Regions from separate parts of the Mus musculus genome. Here regions 1 and 3 are each linked to region 2. A link is a contact called in public Hi-C data. All regions are on one chromosome and are shown on one strand. Each heading gives the region's core, a stretch centred on a gene start, on an enhancer-like site or on the middle of the called end of the contact. The rest is flanking DNA. Distances are from core to core; before and after follow the strand shown.

Region 1 (2,813 bases), core at 42-2,541, 340 kb after region 2:
TAAAAATTATTTGTGTATATAGAAAACAAAGTTATATTCTTCAGAAATTAATTCCTTACGATAAAGTTAAGTGTAGGATTTTTAGAGGGAGAAATATTCAGGACTTCCAAGCTAGAAGTTTATAGATTTGATTACATAACCTAGACACTGTTTTTTGATAGGATATTCTCTTAACAGTTCAAGTGAGTGTTAATAGCTGCAAATGATTGACTGGGAGCAAAAGATCTTAGAATATAAGAATACTCAGAGAAGATACTGTGGTCCTGACAAAATTTATAGATTTCATTACTTAGTCAAACCTAAGTGAAACACAATACTAGAATGTAAAGGAACTTGACCAAAAAATAATGCTGCCAAGAGCTGATTCACTAGACTGGGATATCTATTTACTAGTTTTAATTACATGCATATGTGAGTATTTATGGAGGAAACACATAGGCTTTAGTGCAGAAGGCATCTATTCCCTGGAGCTACAGTTATAAACATTTGTAGCCATTTGACACCCAGTTCCATACTTGGAACTGAATATGGTCTTCTGGAAGATTGATTCACATTCTTCATTGCTGAACTATCCCCTCCAATGCCACCGTGGATGGCAGACTTTTAGGTGAGGGGAGTGAGATAGGACATTGTTTGTTGGTAGGGTATTCTCTTAACAGCTCAAGTGGGTGTCATATGGACAGGGAGCAGAATAAGATGCTAAAATATAAGAATATTCAGTGAAGATACTGTGGTCCTGATAATTGTCAGTAGAAAGAATAATTAATAATAACAAAGCCAATAATGATAATTACAATGATAAATTCTTGAAAAGTGGGAGTCTAACAATGAAACATCCTAAAAGTTAGTTGTTGACAATGACTATTAACATTCTATACTAGGAAATTGAATAAAGCAATCCATTTAACAAGATAGACCCTTATCCTTACCTTCTAAAACCTGGCATTAAAAGTCTACTATCCAACAGAGAATACACTTAGGGAGCTGGAGCAGGAGGACTGATCTGGAGGCCAGCTAGGGCTCCATAACTAGGGGGAGGAAGACAGGGAGGAGGGAGAGGAGGAGGATGGATGGATCGATGGATGGATGGATGGATGAATAGCAGTCCTTCTGGATATAGAAAATAAAGTCCTTCAAAAGCAATCCTAGGCTTTCAGCACTAGAAGAACATGTTTCCTTTCTTACAAAAAAGGCTTACACTATTTATTTGTATCTTAGTCCAGGGAAATGAGTAATAGGGACTTGCCAGTGAAATTCTTTCCTGACTACTCAACAGATCATATTTCCCACTTGGGAAAAAAAAAAAAAACCTGAAGCCTGAAGGAGCCATAGGGTCAGGAGACGGAGGATCTGCATTGTCTAACAAACTGCTGCGACTTAGTGTTGATAGTTGTCAAATTCCTCATCTGAAAATGTCTCCAATGGGCTCAAAGATGTGTACAGTCATGTGTGACTTTAGGAATGGGTCCTCTCTTGGCATTCCATCAGGATTCCTTCCCAGATTCCTTCCCACATTGGGCTTCCTCCAACACACATTTGGGTTAAGACCACAAAACGTCTGAAAAGCTCTCCCTGAGAATGAAACTGTCATTTTTCCCATGGCTACTGTTTCGTAGCTCAGGATCCCTTCCCCACTCATTGTCTATAACAACCGTGAGTGACTTCTCTCAGACCCTGTGACCATGAAGGATTGGTGGCTTGGGAGCATGGATTGTATGCGCATGCTTTATAACCCAGAAGCAGTGCTGGTCCTCCACCCTGTGGCAGACCAAGCAGAATAGAAACCAAGGATCTGGTTTGAGACTAAGAGTCACAAGAAGGCTGGGAAATTACCAGTTTCTGAAGAGGTGATTCCCATAAGCATAAAATGATAACCATGTCCCTGACTTCTCTTCTCTATATAACTCCAAATATAGAATGAAGAGTCATCAGAAGTTGTTGGTAAAAGGAGTTGGGATCTAGTCATAGTCAGCATAGGAAGACAAGGAGGGTCTTTTTAAGAGGTGACAAACAAAGGCCTGGGTGGAGTGACAAGGCATTGGGAAAAAGGTGGCTCTAAAGGAAAAGGTAGCAATAAGCTTTGCCACACTTACTTACCCCAGTAAGCACATAGCCACTAGCTCAGCACATTTCCTGAAAGTCTTGCATTCATCAAAATGCAATTATTCAAACCTAGAACTTTTTTCTTGCCTTTAAAATCCACTGAGAGTAGTAGAGGCCCCTCTACAAGTTATTTAGTCCCATTAGAGACTTGTGAAATTGGGAGGAAATGTCATTCATGGGCATGTGACAAAGTACGAACAAAATTCTCTCTGATGCTGGGCCCCTGGGTTTCACTTCTAAAGTCACCTAGCCTTGGGGTTTAGGACAAAATTTCTGCAAGCAAGAACATCATGACTTCATAAATGTGAAGACCTAAGGAAAATCTATGGATTCCTCACATGCAGGTGGCAATGCCACAGAGTGTGAGCACATTTTTCTCTCTGCTTCTTAATTTCCCCTACTCTGAGAGCAGTGGCTTCATTCATTCACTATGTCATGTTCCTGGGCAGGCCTGGCTCACATACATATGTACATTTGAAATGCCATGAGATTTCAAAGCCCAGAGACCAAGAATTTGATCTTTTCCAAGCTTACCTGTGTTTCTCTAAGTAGATAGTTCCTCCTTCATAGTAATGCATTTGGGAACATTAGGACCATACTATGTCAGGCAGGTGTCTAAAAGGAACCTGGGGAAGGCAGAGGATTAACCACCAACGGAAATTCAGTTTCAACAGCCTTCATTAACCCTGCGAGTGATTATAACCACTATC
Region 2 (2,974 bases), core at 466-2,965:
CCACAGCTTAAGGCTGAAAAGCAGGCATTTGGGGAGCATGTTTTACTTGGACTTGATGGGAAAAGGTGTTAAAAAATTAAATTGAAAATAAGGACTGGCATGTGTACATAAAGAAATTCTATTTAGTGTGTTGAGAAGATGGCTCATAAGATACAAGAGCAAGCTGTTCAAGTTCAAGGACCCAAGGGAACCAAGCATACCTGTGGAAGCAAAGGCTTTCCTAACATCAGTAATCCCAGGACTGACTGGCATAGGGACAGAGGTATGGCTAGGGCTTCTTAACCTGTCATCCTAGACAGAAACTGTTGAGTTTAAAGTAAAGTGAGATACTTTGTCTCAGATGAGTTAGGCAGAAAATGATAGAGAAGGATGGATGCACACACACACACACACACACACACACACATACATATACATACACACATGGGAAAGAGACAGAGAAACAGAGAGAGAGAAACAGAGAGAGAGAGAGAGAGAGAGAGAGAGAGAGAGAGAGAGAGAGAGAGAGAGATAGGGGAGACACTGAGAGGCAGAGATACAGAAACAGAGACACAGACAGACACCCACACACACCACAGAGGGGAGAGACAGATAGACAGAGAGACAGAGAGATGGGGGAGACAGTGAGAGAAAGGCAGGCAGACACAAGCACACACACACACAGGGAAAAGACAGAGACAGAGAAACAGGGAGAGGGGAAGACAGTGGGAGGCAGAGAGTCAGAGACAGAGAGACAGAAAGATGTGGCAACAGTGAGAGTCAGAAAGACAGAGACAAAGAGACAGACAGACAGACACATGCAGACACACACACACATACATGGAAAAGAGACAGAGAAACAGAGAGAGAGAAACACAGAGAGAGACAGAGAGATAGGGGAGACACTGAGAGGCAGAGATACGAGACAGAGACACAGACAGACACCCACACACACCACAGAGGGGAGAGACAGATAGACAGAAACAGAGAGACAGAGAGATGGGTAAGACAGTGAGAGACAGGCAGACAGACACAAGCACACACACACACAGACAGACACCCACACACACCACAGAGGGGAGAGACAGATAGACAGAAACAGAGAGACAGAGAGATGGGTAAGACAGTGAGAGACAGGCAGACAGACACAAGCACACACACACACATACACACACACACACACACACACACACACACACACACACACACGGAAAAGACAGAGACAGAAACAGAGAGAGGAGGAGACAGTGGGAGGCAGAGAGTCAGAGACAGACAGAAAGATGGGGCAACAGTGAGAGTCAGAAAGGCAGAGATGGAGAGACAGACAGGCAGACAGACACATGCAGACACACACACACAATTGAACATGCCCTCTTTAATCTATGAAGATCTTTTGCAACAAATTAGAGAATGCCTAAAGCCTTGACTATTATTGGATCCTGTATACACTATGCTTTCCTATACAGATATCTCAGTGATGACATTTCATGTATAAATTAGGCACAATAAGATACTAATAGCTACTGATAACATACAATTATCACAGTATACCTGTTACTTTTTATATAAAGAAAGTGCTGTGCATCTTGGTAGCATCCTTGCCCTTGCACTTTGAGGCTATTTTTTAAGTAAAATGAATGTTTCTTGAACAGAAGCAAGGCATTGTCACAAGGGTCAATCTGATAACCATGACAGCTACTGAGTGACTAATGGATGACTTGCAGAAACATCATAGAAATGCTGGATAGAAGGCTGACTCATACTGCAGCTGAGACAGAACAGCGTGATATAAGATTCATAGTGCAAAGCAGAAGAGCATGGATCACTGTAAAGCTTTGAGTTGTCTAGTTCTGAAAATTTTCCATTGAATATTTTAGAACTACAGTTGACTGTAGGTCCCTGAAACTGAAGAAAGAAAAACCATGACTGTACAGCACCTTCGTTGCTTTCTTTGCATATTGCTATGTAAACAAACAGAAAAACAAACAACCCTGCAAAAGGCAACTCAAGAGGAAATGACTTATTGTGGCTCGTAATTTCAGGGTATAGTCCACCATGGTAGAAAAGTAACAACATTTCTTTGATGACTAAGGATGTTGAATATTTCTTTAGTTGCTTCTCGGCCATTCAATATTCCTCAGTTGGGGATTCTGTTTAGCATTGTACCCCATTTTTATTAGTGTTATTTGATTCTCTGGAGGTGAGTTCTTTTTACATATTGAATATTAGCCCTCTATTAGATGTAGGATTAATAAAGATCTTTTCCCAATCTGTTGTTTGCTGTTTTGTTCTATTGACAGTGTCCTTTGTCTTTCAGAAGTTTTGCAATTTTATGAGGTCCCATTTGTTGATTCTTGATCTTAAAGCAAAAGCAATTGGTGTTCTGTTCAGGAAATTTTATCCTGTGCCCATGTATTCGAGGCTCTTCCCCACTTACTCTTCTATTAGTTTCAGTGTATCAGACATCAGGGAAATGCAAATCAAAACAGTCCTGAGATTCCACCTCATAACCATTCAGAGTGGCTAAGGTTAAAAACTCAGGTGACAACAGATGCTGGCAAGGATGTAGAGAAAAGGAAACATTTCCTCCATTGCTAGTGGGATTGCAAGCTGGTACAATCACTCTGGAAATCAGTCTGGCAGTTCCTCAGAAAATTGGACATAGTATTACCTGAAGACCCAGCTATACCACTACTGGGCATATACCCAAAAGATGCTCCAACATATAACAAGGACACATGCTCCACTACAAACAAAGCAGCCTTATTTATGATAGCCAGAAACTAGAAAGAACCTAGATGCCCCTCAACAGAGGAATGGATACAGAGAATGGGGTACATTTACACAATGGAGTACTACTCAGTTGTTAAAAGCAATGCTATCATGAAATTCTTAGGCAAATGGATGGAATATGAGAATATCATCCTGAGTGAGGTAATCTAATCAGAAAAAAAAAAAAAACCGCACATGATATGTACTCACTGATAAGTAAGTG
Region 3 (2,923 bases), core at 213-2,712, 450 kb before region 2:
TTAATTTACTCGGTTATTATTTCGCACACATGCTTTATTGTGAGAGTTGCTCAGAGTGAAGGGTTCATGATTCTTTGCTCGCTCTCTCTCTCTCTCTCTCTCTCTCTCTCTTCTCTCTCTTTCTCTCTCTCTCTGTCTCTCTCTCTTCTCTCTTCTCTCTCTCTGTCTCTCTGTCTCTGTCTCTGTCTCTGTCTCTCTCTCTGTCTCTGTCTCTCTCTCTCTGTGTCTCTCTCTCTGTCTCTCTCTCTGTCTCTCTCTCTCTCTGTCTCTGTCTCTCTCTCTGTCTCTGTCTCTGTCTCTCTGTGTGTGTGTGTGTGTGTGTTGGTAAATGTGCATTTGTGCAAAGTGCATATGTCCTGGTCAGAGAACAACCTTCAGTCCTGAAGATCTTCTACTGTTTGCTTGAGATAAGGTCCTACAACAGCGTGGACTTCAGCATTTAGACCAGGTTAGGAGTCCCATGAGTGTCTTGGAAGTCCCTACTCTCCACCCCCCCAACTCTCAGAGCTGAGATTATAGATACAAGTCACGTCTCTTTATGTGGGTTTTGGGGATCTGAACTCATGCTTGCCAGGCAAGCCTTTACACCCTGAACTGTCCCCAGCAACCTCCTTTCTTTTATTGACTTTTGATTCCAAGGCACAGAAAACCTAAATAATTCTTACAGCAGTTTTCAGATATCAGATCCAAAGCTGGGCTGTATTCTTGTATGCTGCATCATATCTGAATTGGGTGTCAGCTGTACAATTTCTAAGTTCCTCCTCAATATTGATGTATTTACCAGGACGCCTATGTAAGGGAAACTCCTCTTCGATTTATGTTTAAACCCATTAGCATTTTTCATGTATGTAAATAGTGATTTCCAAATTATTTCATTTCTTCTTTTTATAGAATCTTTACCTGTTAGAGAAGCTCCATCATTCTAATTAGGCATGGCTATGATACTGTACACAAGCCACAAGCCTAAAAGTAGCATGAATGGAAATTAGGTATCCAAACCAGCACTTATGTATCTGTAGCTTGAAGGACACCCGGGCCACTTATGTAACAAAGGGTGAGAAAAACTGCTCCTCCTTTGGAGCTTTAATTTCAGTCAGGTTTGGGATCAGGCTTTGTTTGTTCCCTCCCGGGTCATTGTTGTAGGTGGTTTGTCTTGCCCTGTTCATCCGACGTCAGCTTTACAGTTTATTGCTCCAGTGATAAATTTTAATTTCTACTTATTTATTTTTGTTGTTGTTGTTCCTGGTGTATTTATTTTATTTGTTTCCACTGACTTGCAGACCAGGATGGCAATTGTTATATAGTAGTTTAGTTTTAAAAGAAATAAGACTGCTCAAGCAGCTAATACTGGAAGATGTATCACCAGCCTGAATAATTGTGACAACCATAGACCGTATCAGGGCCTGTTTGTTTGCACAATACCCTCCTGCATTAAGAAATCCGTCCCAGCTGTCTTGGGCTCCGGAGTCACCCATTTCATCACTTGACACTGCAGCAGATGTTATGGACTGATAACGGACCTCCCTTCATTCACTCCCCATCTAAGATTACCTCTAGAAAAAAAAAAACTAATACATTATAACCCTCCCAGCCATTTGTTAAAAAAAAAAATCAACAATATATTCTCCTCTTTAGCATTAAATGATTTTTTTCTTTCTTTCTCTTTAGATGCACACACTATATAAACATGAACATTTAACACATTTGTTGCATGGTTTTCGGTAGGCAAGACAAATCAGTGAAAGACAAGAATGTAATGATTTAATTGAATTACGGGCAGATCAGATTTAGAGTTGATGACTCCTGTCCCCATTATATTTGAAAGATGCTCTTTGCCTTTGGTGACAGACAGATGCCCTGTGTGCACAAGCTCATTTTAAATGAGGGTTTCTTTAATTCTGAAAAATCGAAGTAAGAGAGCTCAGCTAAGGGACTTAAGGGGAGAATAAAATCTGAATTAAGTTGAATGCATTTCTTAACTAATCATTAGAGTCTGCTCTTCAGTTGGGAAACTGGAGGATTTGAGTACATTTAACACAAAGAGGGCTGAACATTGATTAAAGATCACACAGGGGACAGTGAGGACTGACCACTGCTTAAAGACCATGCAGGAGGAGAGTGGGGACTTGCCATTGCTTAAAGATCATGACAAGCACAGGGAAAAATGGCCATTGCTTAAAGAACATGCCGGGGCAGTGAGGACTGGCCATTGCTTTAAAAAGTGAACACTTCTTGTAACCAGAATGCCTTAAGGAAACTGGGCATTAAAAACGAATAGACATATACAAACAACCTGTACATTAGATGAAAAAAAGGCTTTGTAAATGAAAACCATTACTCCACTGCGTGTGTTGCGGGAAAGTAAGGGGTGGAAACGTGTCTCAGGTAAAACTGCAGGTCATCTGTGGCATTTCATCATGAGTCACTGTTCCAGACCTTCAAGATTGCACCTTCAGGCAATTGTTTCCATCATTTTTTTCCTGCAGCCTTTTGACATAAAGGTAGACTCTCAATGACAACTGCCTGCTACAGAATTTAGTATATGCACACAGACACATCTGGCCACTGAGACCCATGCCGCTGAGATGCTCATGCTGTTTGGACCCATCCCATCTGCAGACACCAAACCCAGACACTATTACTGATGCCAAGAAGTGCTTGCTGAGAGGGGCCTGGAGTAGCTGTCTCCTGTAAGGCTCAGCCATAGCCTGACCAATACAGAAGCAGATGCTCATAGCCAAACATCGGATTGAGCACAGGGATCCCAATGGAGAAGTTAGGACAAGGACGGAAGAAGCTGAAGGGGTTTGCAGCCCCATAGGAAGAATAACAATATCAACTAATCAGACCCCCTCCCCTCAAGACCTCCCAGGGACTAACCCACAAACCAAAAAGTATACACGGGGAACCCATGGTTCCAGCT

What was found. A called contact is a pair of places that touch in the nucleus more often than the background predicts.
Region 1: a contact with region 2 is called in a Hi-C map of adipose-derived mesenchymal stem cells, with 1.7 times the contacts expected there. The contact joins two enhancer-like sites.
Region 3: a contact with region 2 is called in a Hi-C map of the N1E-115 cell line, with 4 times the contacts expected there. The contact joins two enhancer-like sites.

The regions. Positions count from the first base shown.
Region 1 is chr2:9,480,605-9,483,417 of GRCm38.p6, forward strand. No RefSeq gene overlaps it. Among named protein-coding and RNA genes, the nearest start is that of Gm13218, 110 kb to the right of the region's middle. Within about 2 kb of position 1,292, at least 55 of the 459 cell types and tissues checked have an H3K27ac peak or open chromatin away from gene starts, as enhancers often do. A contact at or near this core is called in adipose-derived mesenchymal stem cells, where this site is marked.
Region 2 is chr2:9,139,901-9,142,874 of GRCm38.p6, forward strand. No RefSeq gene overlaps it. Among named protein-coding and RNA genes, the nearest start is that of 1700061F12Rik, 48 kb to the right of the region's middle. Within about 2 kb of position 1,716, at least 23 of the 459 cell types and tissues checked have an H3K27ac peak or open chromatin away from gene starts, as enhancers often do. A contact at or near this core is called in the N1E-115 cell line and adipose-derived mesenchymal stem cells, where this site is marked.
Region 3 is chr2:8,690,004-8,692,926 of GRCm38.p6, forward strand. No RefSeq gene overlaps it. Among named protein-coding and RNA genes, the nearest start is that of Gm30957, 260 kb to the right of the region's middle. Within about 2 kb of position 1,463, at least 6 of the 459 cell types and tissues checked have an H3K27ac peak or open chromatin away from gene starts, as enhancers often do. A contact at or near this core is called in the N1E-115 cell line, where this site is marked.